Linked DNA regions of Mus musculus: region 2 is linked to region 1. A link is a contact called in public HiChIP or PLAC-seq data. All regions are on one chromosome and are shown on one strand. Each heading gives the region's core, a stretch centred on a gene start, on an enhancer-like site or on the middle of the called end of the contact. The rest is flanking DNA. Distances are from core to core; before and after follow the strand shown.

What was found. HiChIP or PLAC-seq counts read pairs in DNA pulled down with a chosen protein or histone mark.
Region 2: a contact with region 1 is called in an H3K4me3 HiChIP or PLAC-seq map of bone marrow-derived macrophages, with 3 times the contacts expected there. The contact joins the enhancer-like site here to the promoter of Zcchc2 in region 1. A contact is called at or near these places in 6 of 39 promoter capture datasets (the 3T3-L1 cell line, the C10 cell line, the HPC-7 cell line and 1 more), 5 of 115 datasets of contacts at active chromatin or transcription factors (astrocytes, bone marrow-derived macrophages, embryonic stem cells and 2 more) and 1 of 9 other capture datasets (adipose tissue).

What each region holds. Positions count from the first base shown.
Region 1 is chr1:105,987,655-105,993,422 of GRCm38.p6, reverse strand. Zcchc2 (zinc finger, CCHC domain containing 2) reads right to left here and starts at 3,017. Exons shown (of 14, transcript NM_001122676.1): 1 at 1,716-3,017. The coding sequence starts at 2,633. It overlaps Gm7160 (predicted gene 7160), which reads left to right and starts at 3,141. Exons shown (of 3, transcript NR_151625.1): 1 at 3,141-3,251; 2 at 4,320-4,404.
Region 2 is chr1:106,813,023-106,818,790 of GRCm38.p6, reverse strand. No RefSeq gene overlaps it. Among named protein-coding and RNA genes, the nearest start is that of Vps4b, 19 kb to the right of the region's middle. Within about 2 kb of position 3,285, at least 39 of the 459 cell types and tissues checked have an H3K27ac peak or open chromatin away from gene starts, as enhancers often do. A contact at or near this core is called in the HPC-7 cell line and bone marrow-derived macrophages, where this site is marked.

The DNA of each region.
Region 1 (5,768 bases), core at 1,768-4,267:
GCAGGATGCCCAATCCCCTTTGTCCACTCCTCCCAGCACTCACTGGTGGCCAGAAAAGGCCATGCACTGCAGTCACAATAAAAATCTCATTACTCTGATTAGCACGTATCTACCCTCTCCGTCTGCTTTACAGTACCACATTCAAAGCAACATTAAGGGAAAGGAGATCCTCACAGTTAAAACTCTGCAATTAGTGCTGTACCTGTGTTAGTATACTATGAATGGAATGATGTAAACTGTTCTGTTGTGGGACACTTTCATCAGACCAAATTCAAGGTTATCTTATATTGTCATAAGAAAACATGTCCCCAACCTGCTCTCTTCTCTAAATTTAACAGCTCTGTGGTGTTGCTTTTCAGGTAGATTTAGTGAGTAGGCTGAAGGGTGAATTAAGCTTTTATTATCATTTACACAAACGTGTGTGCTGGTAGTAGAGACACTAGAAGATGGTATGATTTTACACTCATCAAGAAAACGCAAGGTATTAGTCTTATTACATCTGGATTTTGTTAAGATTTATAAGATAAAACATGAAATTGTGATTTCACAAATGCCTCACGGGGAAAAAAAAAGAAAGAAGTACTCAGCCTACATTATCTCTAAGGCAGGCCCTTTGAGACCTATCCTAAATGCCCAGGGTTCTTTGGTAATGAGTCTATACAATCATTAGTGAAACATAATGCTCAATTTTAGTTCTACCATATTGAATGACTGCTGATACATGTTAACTTTCAAGCGCGGAGGGAGGGAACACCTCCCCCCCTTAAAGTGGAAAAGCATGGCGTCCAAATCAGATCTGATCCACAAAAATAAGGTCTTAATCTACAGTTTTTACTGCAGTTGAAACATATCCCCATTAAATCGCCATTCTTAAGTGGTTTATTGGGCCTAATTAAATTACTTTCAAGACTGTAAAAATTCTTTAAAGTTTTCGATAAGTGGATTCCTATGTACTAAATGTGTTTTAATAACTCTTTCAGACAACGTTAATGCCTAAAGACCTAAGAGATCACCAGACCCCAAATCTGAAGTAGAAATCAAGCCCCTTAGGAAAGCTTGTTTGGTAGTCTGTTAAAGGTTTAGCCAGGCCATCCCAAGTCTTTACCTAGATGACCGATTTTTGTACTTAGGTCAGCCAATTCATAGGTCTCCACAGAATACCCACCGGAACACACACACACACTCCCAGTGAATACAAAGTTCTCCGACTAAAAGCCAAAAGACCTATTCAAAACCTTAATTAGCACACACTAAGTATAAAAAGTTCCTTATGCCACAGTAACCTGGCAGTGCCAAGGGGTAAGGCGGTTTTTAAACAGGCTGAGACTAGGAAACAGCCCACCCAGGGCTAAACGGACGGTGGTTGACAGCCCCAAGCGCTTGGCTTTTCCCCTTGCACCTAGCACCCAAATACTCGAGCCCAAAATGTCCCACGAGCCTCCTAATTCTGAGGTCTAGGGTCAGGGAGCTCCAGTCTTCCGTGATAACTCGTGCACATCAGAAGAGAATTCTAGAGCATTCTGTTATGGCGGGTGGCTCAATGTGCATGTGGGTGACTGGAAATGAGCCACCCAAGAAAATGACGATGACTACCCATGGCTGAGAGCCGCGGAGTGGTTATTCCGAGACACCTGCATGAGGCTGGGGTCAGAGCTGGATTCTGAGGCCCGCCGAGGCGGAGGCCGGAGCTGCGACTGCACTTCTTCGCACCTTACCTGGGCCCTGGAGCCCGCAAAGTTGCTGGGCTCCACCTCCGCGTCCTCCGGCTCCACCCGGAGTGCGCTGCGGAGCCTCTCCAGGTGCTCCCTCAGGGTGACCCGCTGGTGGAAGGAGAAAGCCGGGTGCAGCGAAGCCATGGTGAACAGCAGCAGCAGTTCCTCTTGGGCCCTGAAGCCGAGCCCGCCTCCAGTCCCGAGCTTGGCGCAGCCACTGCCTTCCGGGCCGGGGCCGTCCTTCTCCGCGTCCTGCTCGCCATCGCCACTCGGCTCGTCCTCCACGCTGCCCCGCGAGCCCTCGGCTCGAGTCGCGCGCAGGCTTCTGAGCACCGCGTCCACCTGGGGCAGGAGGCGGTGCAGGCGGCCAGCGGCCTCTCTGTTCTCCGAGCCCAGCAGCGCTAGGTATACGATGAGGCGCGAGCGCACGGCGGGCTCTCGGAAATCGGCCAGCGACCCTGGGTCCGAGAGGCCGTTGGCCTTCGCCTCCGAGTCGCGCAGGTAGTGGTAGTCCTTGCGCGCCAAGTCCTCCAGGCACGAGCCGAGAAAGCGCAGCTCCAGCGGGTTGCACAGGTCCAGCAGCCCGCACATGAACTCAAGGCGCTGCGCCGAGCCCAGCACCAGCCCGAACCACTCATACACCCGCTCCTGTTCGCGCAGCGCCGCCGCGTGCCCGCCGCCGCCCGGCATGCCCGCGCCCGCCGTCGGCCCGCTAGCAACAGGCGGCTCGAGCCCCCGGGGCGGCGACGGCGGCGGCGGGGGTCCCCGCGGCAGGCCCGTGGGCGGCGGCGGCGGGCGGCAGTCGCGGCGGCGGCGCAGCGGAGCCTTTGCGCCCGGCCGCGCGTCCGCCTCGGGCTCCTCCGCGTCGGGCGGCGGCTCGCTGGGGTGCGTCGACTTCGGTGGCAGCTTCATCCTCAGCATCCTCAGCTAAGGCGGTGCGGACATGCGAGCGAGGGAGCGGGGGCGGCGGGAGGAGCCGAGCGCCCGGGCGGCGGCACGGCCGTCAAGAACGTTGCCCCTCCATGCCGCCGGGGCGGGCCGGGGGCGGGTCTCGCCGACCGGGGACGGGGGGCGGTGGCCGGCCGGCAGCTTCGTCCCGGCGGGAGGCGGGGCGTGACCGCGACGGCTCCTCCCCTGGGCTCTGTGCCCGCTGGGGAGTCCGGTGCGGGAGGAGCAAGTCGACGAGCGCGTCCTCCTTCCGCCTTTCCGCGTCCGCACGGGGCTGGCGGTGACGGCCTGAGCCGTTCCCTCTCGAGCCGGCGCTGGCAGAGCGGCTTGGCGAGGAGGAGGAGGAGCAGCGGGGCTGGGCGGAGACGCTGGCGGGCTCCGCGCACCGCACTCCAGCCAATCAACGTTTAGATCTGGCGTGACGCGAGCTTCTCGTTTGCCCCCCCCTCCCCGCCGGGAGCCGCCCTCTCTGAGAAGCCACGCCCACCTCCTGCTATGCTGCAAGGCTCTGGCACATCCCGCGCGGTCCTAATGCTTGATGGGTTCCAGCAGACTGAGGACGTGGGTTTGGGACTTTCGGACCACGGCGAGGTGAGCTTGGCCCGGAGCGGCAGAAGTGGGCGAGGTTCGCGTGGGAGGAGGGACATCGACTTAGTTTTTCTTGAGAGATCTGACCGTGCCGTGGCTGCAGACCATCTTCGCGTCAGCCACCGCCCTGGATCACGCCAAGTGGGTTCCCAGCCCCTGCCGCCTCGTGAACTCCGCCAAAGTCAGCCACGGGAGATTACCATATTCTAAAACTTCACCTGGACCGTTGGTGTGAACGCTGGGACGAAGATCCAGGAGTTAGGTCGGGATGTAGAGTGGTTTTGGGCGGCGAGCGCCCTTGCTCAGGCTGGCTGCAAGGTGCTGCTTTGGGCCGGGTATCCGGCTGAGGGGACCCTGTTGCTGGGGGTGCTTGGCCTAATGGTTGCATCTGGCTTGCAAGGTTAAGTTTAAGGACGCCCTCCTGCCCCAAATCTATGGTTTGCGCAATCACTTATTGCCTACGTTTTAGTTCCTATCCGTGAACATTTGGAATTCTTGAGCTGGTGTGAATTTCCTGTAACTCTTTTAAACAATTTAATAAGTTACTGTCTTGTCAGGGTTTTAAGTTTTTAAGCGATATTACATTTTTAAGTTTTGTAGACACCGCCCTCCCTATGACTCTTTCAGTGATATGTATAGCCCAACCATAAAAATCAATTTAAAAACCAAACCAACCCAAGGGGCCATGATTGCTCTCAGAGCCATCAGGACCATCCTGTCTCATTTGTGCTGGAGCCTGACTGCCGGTCAAGAGTTCTTGGCATGCTGTTTGTCAGTCCATGATTGTAAATAAATATAAATCTTGTGCCCAGGGGCGGGGGAAACAGGATTATTATTATTATTATTATTATTATTATTATTATTATTATTTGAGGGTCCATAATAGTAGTTTCTTTGTGTGTTTGCTTTTTAAAATTTCCGACAGTTTTAAATAAAGAACTTATACCACATAACCAAAGTAGGAGCGTGAGAAAATTAAAAGCCACACTAACCCTCGTTGAGAGTGTTGGGACATCTACAGAGTGTATAGAATCGCCTTTATCTCACAAACTCTGCGGCTTTATCATTTAGGATAAGACTGAATTGAACCCTAAATCAGCTTCCGTGATAAAACCGAGAGATGGAGAATTACTCAGCACATTTTATATTGATAAAAGTAAGTGAAAGCTATTCTGACATGTAGTTTTCTCTTTCGTGTGCTTCTTGGGTATAGCTTAAACGAAGTAAGCCTCAGCTACTATCCTCGAGTCTACTGTTCCTGCCTGATCACTTAGGCACATTTCTGAAGCTTAGGATGAAATGTTTTAAGCAGAATAGTGAGGAGCCCCCCCCCCCGTCCCCTCCCCTACCACATTCCCAACTTTACTTCCATGCCTTATGTAATGAGCAAATACTCTACTTCCAAATTGATTTTTATATGTGATCCCGACTATGGATTTTTAATCTTTAATTTTCTATTGCATCAGTTATTTAATCTAGACTCACAGCACCCAGTCCACATTTTCATCAGAATTAAATTTGCAACTGTTAATAATGATTTTTGTCTCTCTAGCTTGGCTAGCATTAGAAAACACAGTTGATAGTAACACTTATAAATAACATGTACTATACCTTAATTCAGGTTATCCTCCACCAGCTTCATGGTTTGTCCCCACAGGGTGTTGTTTCAGGGCCCTCTCTCTACTCTGCAAATCACACACACACACACACACACACATGTCTAAGTGGTTTTTTCCACCCTGTGATTAGTGACAGAACACAGGGAGCAAGGGTGAAGGATGGCTGCTGCAGCGCTCACTCTCAAGGGAGAGAGCCCAGGGCAACATGGGAGTGTTTAACTCTGGAGAACTACCCTCATGATTCTGATGACTCTTCAGAAATATGATCTGCCTCGTTGCAAAAACATGCTCTAAATTTTATGTTCCATGTGTAATCAAATCACATGGGCTATAGGAGTGTCGAGTGTGGGGTTTGTATCCAAATTTTTCATACTGGGATTGTGATGGCTAAACTTGTTTGTCAGAGACTTGCTTCTGGGCCAGTTGTGAGAATAATTCTTACAAGAACTGATGGAGGGGGAAGACCCTCCTTTATGTTATGATGGTACCCCTCTAGGGAGGGCAGCATCTGCCAGCAAGGAGGCCAGATTAGAAGTGATCGGAGGGAAAGCTGCTGTTCTTACCTGCCTGCCTTGCCCCGACCCCTTTCTTCCACTGCCTCCTTTCCTGATGCCTTAGTCCAGTTTTACCCTTCTAATTACTGGAGATCAGCAGCTGGACCATGGAGACATTTTTAGCTCTGTGGACTGAGAAGCTACTAGGTTCTCAGCCTCTCTAGCATGTAGACAACTGTTGTTGAACTACCTATCCCATACGGTATAAGCCAATCTAATAACTTTTCTTGTAAGATATTCATTTGGTTCTGTTCCTCTGGGGAACCCCGGCTAATAGAGTTAGCTCAAGGTACTATTGTGTCTTGTCTTCATATGCTCTTGATAAACATTTAGTAAAACATGAAAGA
Region 2 (5,768 bases), core at 2,036-4,535, 830 kb before region 1:
TCAGCGGTTAAGAGCACTGACTGCTCTTCCAAAGGTCCTGAGTTCAAATCCCAGCAACCACATGGTGGCTCACAACCATCCATAACAAAAATCTGATGCCCTCTTCTGGAGTATCTGAAGACAGCTAGAGTGTATACACATATAATAAATAAATAATCTTTAAAAAAAAAAAAGAAAGAAAGAAAATAAAGTTGTAGTTTCTAAATGTCGCCAGTAGATGTCACGAGTACCACACTTGTCTGAAACTGAAAGCAGCCAATTGGCACTGTTTGGACTATGAATTCTGTTTTGAACCAATTTGAGATTGTTCATTGACAGATAAGTGAGCGAAACTGAGAAAATGAAGGTAGTTCGTGGTGAATGAGAGAATGCATTTCTCTAAAGCTTATAGATGAACCCAATGTTGGGAAACTTTTCATAAGCTTGTAAGTCATGAGAGTGAAAATCAATATTTAAGAGATTTTACTTTTTTCTGTAATATTTTTTGAACAATAATTTTTAAAAATAATTTGGGCGCCTCCTTCTGATCTGCAGACACTAATGAATAAAATTACAAATTTTCCTGTTGCTATTATTTATAAAGGAGCTTCACCCTGTCATTTGTATAAAATATTTATAACAAGGGAAGACTTGGTAGTCAATATTTAATGCCCTAATATAGTTAATGGTCTCAATAGCAGTTACTGTTATGAAGTTAATTGTTCCCAGATTCTGGTTCTTTTGGGAACCGTCTTGAAATATTTAGGTCATAGATTTGTTTCCTTTGATAACTTGTTATTACTTAGAGTTCTTGCCCTGCTGTTCTTATAACAAACTGGGGGGACTTGGCACAGAGACTCCCTCATGGGGTATGGTGGTGAGAGAGTCAGATATATCAGGGGTTGTGGGTGGGCATCGGGATAGAGAAGAGGTTATGTGCCCTCAGAGAGTGTTTGGCCAAGTTGATGTCTTGACAGCAGACTTCCACCCTCCAGGGCTCTAAGAGAATGTCTCTTCCGTTTGCAGCAGTCCTGGGATACTGAACTGTTTGTCCCCTTGACTAAGGAAGGGAAGTTTAGAAAAGCAGAAATCAAGCATTCATGACACTTCTCTTTTAAGCATTAGTGCACTTGACCAAGTATCTATCTATCTATCTATCTATCTATCCATCTATCTATCAGTTCTTTTGAGTCTGCAGAGATGGCTCAGTGATTAAGAGCACCGGCTGCTCTTCCAGATAACCAGAGTTTAATTCTCAGCACCCACATATGGCTCACAGTCTTTAAGTCCAGCTTCAGGGATCTGCCACAGTCCTCGGCCATCTGTAGGCACTGCTTGCTTGTAATGCAGACATAACATGGAAGCAGAACACACACACACACACACAAAAGGAAAATAAAAGTTATTTTAAGTTATTTTCAACCAATCACAGACCTATTTCAAAATAACAGCGTTAGGAAACTTACAAAGCCACTACAACTTCATTTATCTCCACATGCACAAGTGAGTTCTTCTAGGATCGATAAAGCAACAGAGATGAGTACGGCCCCACCCTCTATGCCAGATGCAAGTCTGCATGGAGCGGACGGAGAGATGGGTCTCACACTCATGACAAGCTGCTCCCAGTGGCTTCTTGTACTCCTGCCTGCTGCGCACAGCAGCTTCTGCTATTGTGGAGGAAAACAGACCGAGCACGGACCTCTATTCTCACACTCACTGTCCAGCGCACCACTCTGGCTTTTCTTCTCCCTGTGAACCTTAGCAAGGGTGTTCCCAGCAGAGATGAACTTCTGAACTGAGTGAAGGGGGACAAAACAAAAGCAACACTAACATCCTTGAAAGGTCTTCAGGGAGAATCTGCACACGCCCTGCACCTGCACTCCGCGAGCTGAGTCCCTGAGCCCCAGGGCTCATGAGAGCCTCTGAAACTACAGATGCATCCCATCCCACCACACCCGGCTGTTGTTTAGCCTCTCGTGTCTATGTTTTCCTTACCACGCTACCTATCTCTAAAATGGCTTGGTATTTTAAATCGGTCCCTCAAAGCCAAACGTAATTACGGTACTCGAGACCATTGTGCATGGTGGAGATGTGTTTTGGCGTTTATGCTTGACTCCTGGGGAACAGAATAGGAATGAAAGTCTTGGTGATTTCGAAGTGAGACCCAAGGACAGTCTCACTTCAGTGCTTTCAAATTTACTCTTATCTTAAAACAAGATCAGTGATTCCTGCTTTATAAGGTTGCTGCAAAGATGAGAGGCAGTTGGTTGGGTTTGTGGCTGTAATGGATGCTCAGTGAATGGGGGTGGGGACGTTCCACCATTACTTTTACCTCTTTGAAACACTTAATAGCAAGAAATAGCATTTTGTTCCTAACAGAAAAATGAAAACAACTTTACAGCTATGGGCCTAGGGCAGTGATTCTCAACCTTCCTAATGTTGTGACCCTTTAATACCGTCCCTCTGGTTGTGGGGACCCCCACCCATCATATCATTTCATTAGTGCTTCGTAACTGTAATGTTCCTACTGCTACGGATCGTCATGTAAAATTCTGATATGCATGCTGCCTGCTATGAGAACCCCTGGGGGGTCGGGACCCACAGGCTGAGAACCAGCACATCAGTGTGTCTACCACAGCATAGAACCTTCTCTGATAGAGACTGTTGAGCATAAAAGTTTAGGGAGACTTACTCCTGGCCTCTGTTGGAAGAGCTTTGTACTGGCTAGTTTTGTGTCAACTTGACCCATCTGGAGTTATCACAGAGAAAGGAGCTTCAGTTGAGGAAATGCCTCCATGAGATACAACTGTAAGGCATTTTCTCAATTAGTGATCAAGGGGGAAAGGCCCCTGTGGGTGGGACCATCTCTGGGCTGGTAGTCTTGGGTCTATAAGAGAGCAGGCTGAGCAAGCCAGGGGAAGCAAGCCAGTAATGAACATCCCTCCATGGCCTCTGCATCAGCTCCTGCTTCCTGACCTGCTTGAGTTCCAGTCCTGACTTCCTTGGTGATGAACAGCAGTATGGAAGTGTAAGCCGAATAAACCCTTTCCTCCCCAACTTGCTTCTTGGTCATGATGTTTGTGCAGGAATAGAAACCCTGACTAAGACAAGCTTTATTTTACTCAGGTACATGGAACGATGCCTTTGTGGTGTATTGCAGTTAGACCTTGCAGTTATTTCCGACATGTAACACCCATGGGTCCCACGGGTCTTTAGGTCAGTTCCCACAGGCTCTGAGCTAGAGCTATGCTGCTGACTGAATGGGGCTTCTTCAGCTCAGGACTTTCTTCTGTCATAGTTTAGGTTCCTCTTTGTCATCGTGATCCCTGCAGAGCAGGGTCTTAATGCTCTGGGCTTCTGCATTTTTACCGCACTGTGGATTCTGTTGGATGTTTCCTCTTTCTTTTAGTAAAACAGAATAGCACGCATGTGTGTGCCATCTCTTGGTCTCCCAGTTAACAGCACAATTCTCTGAAAATTGTAAAGCTTCCATATTTTGCCAGCGGGGTTTGCTTCTGGGGCTGACTTCTAGCTAAGTGATTTACCCCTCATCAAGCACAGTTCACTCGCTGGTTTGGGAACTAGAATTTCCTGTTGACACTTGCAAGTGGGTGAACCTTTCTAAGAATCTTGTCTTATCACTTTCCCTAAAACCTCCATATCCACGCACTAGTCCTGTTCTCAGAGTTCGTAACCCATTCCTATTGAAAGAAGCCAGCATTGTGCAATAGTGTGTGACAAGAGTGAGCAGTGGTCCAGTGACTCGTGCAGGGATGGGCTGGCTACTCAGAGGAACCAAATCCTGAGCTGCCTTCTCAACAGGAGGGAAGATTCTGCTCTTGCTGAGGCCAAAAGAAAACTGAGTTTTCACATTGCAGCTGAGTTTCGAGGTGGTGTGTCCTTCCAAGCAGACCCCTTCTAATGCTCTAAGAAAGGCTTTGAGCTGTCTAACTGAAGTCTGGATTCAAACCTAGAACTTGAGAATTCTAAGCCTAGAGATAGCCATGTCCTCCACTCCACAGTGAGCAGGCATAGCATATAAAATCACATCACCATTATTTCTAAGATGTAATTGTATTATAATGCCCATGGGTTACATGATCTGTGTACAATGCCCCTCTTTTTTGTTTGAGAAATTTAGAAGGAGCTTGGAGGGTTACATGGCTCTCACGTAATAATCAACCCAGTATACATCTCTTGATTGACATGTTGGCTGCTTGGATCAATTACATGATACTTTACACTCTGTGGTCTTTGAAGAGATCTGGCTTATGAATAAGCTAATGTCTCCATGCCCCTCCAAAGTATATCTCTTGACCTAGATCTGCCATTTTGGGAGCTCTTATGATATCCATTTTCTAGTGTTTCTTACTTGTTCCTGGCACAGAAAAACTGCTTTGTGCTGGGGTAGTTCTTCCCTTAGTAGGGATAGTATACTTTCTCCTTTAAGAGGCAACTTGAACCTTTTGCTTCTAAAAAGCCCCACCATTTAAAAGATAGGCCCACAAACATGAGAACTGAGCACTGCTGTGCTTTTATGCCTTTGTGAATAATGTGGCCTGGCTGTGTGTTTAATAACTATGGATGCCTTGTCAGAGTAATATATAGAAAAAGTTTGTGGTTAACTCTAGAAGCCTGTGTGTGTGTGTGTGTGTGTGTGTGTGTGTGTGTGTGTCTTTGTGTATGTCTGTGTGTGTCTGTGTGTCTGTGTGTGTCTGTGTGTGTATGTGTGTCTGTGTGTGTGTGTGTGTGTGTCTGTGTGTGTGTGTCTGTCTGTGTGTGTATGTCTCTGTGTGTGTGTGAGTGTCTGTGTGTGTGTGTCTGTGTGTGTGTCTGTGTGTGTGTGTGTGTCTGTGTGTGTTACATGTGAATGAACAGGAGCATGGGATCATGATATAGAGACCAGAAGTCAATACCAGGTGACTTCTCTATTGTTTTCCATGTTTCTGAGAGTCTTTCTCTGAACCTGAAGCTTGCCAACTCAGCAAGAGTAGCTGACCAGGAAACTCAAGGGACCCTCCTGTCTGCATCCTCAGCACACAGAACCACACCTAGAGTTTTATGTCACCATTAGGGATCTAAATTCAAGTAAGCACATTATTGGCCAAGCCATCTCCCTGGCCCCCATGTAATTTTATAGACCTAAGTTTCTCTTTATAAAACCTATTGTAATGTTGCTTTTCTGACTCCTATCTGCTGTCATTTACAGGTCACTGGATGAGTCTTCTGTGATACTCTTTGTGCTAATGCTTTCCTGCTCTAGCTTAGGTAAGCTGTAACATCAAAGAGTACCAGGAGCAGGAGTGATTTCTTTCCTATGAAAAAACACAGCCACCTTGCAACTCTCAAATATATCATTGCCCAGGAATTACCCTTGGGGATAGTTTGCTTGGCATTAGATAGCTTATTTTCCCAGGATGACCTTAGGATATAATTTGGTAATGAGATCATTTGGCAACTTGCACTCTAATACAGTGAAATTAAATAATTGAATTGGCGGTAGTTTTTTTTTTTTTTTTTAATTTTTAACTTACTCTTAGTTCTCCAACGTGGACTTTGGCCAAGATTATGAATAAACATTTGGGCTTTCAGAACTTCCATTTTGTCATTGCAATTTGAATAATAGGAAAAGAAGGCTCTCCTTGGTAGCACTGAGTGTCTTTATATGAACAAGTAAATTCCTTCATTGTATCCAGTTTCTGCAGCAGACACAGTTCAGGCCCAGCATTTTCTGTAATCACTGAGTCCAGGCATTTCTCACCACTTGTTTTTAACCCCTTAAAGCATCC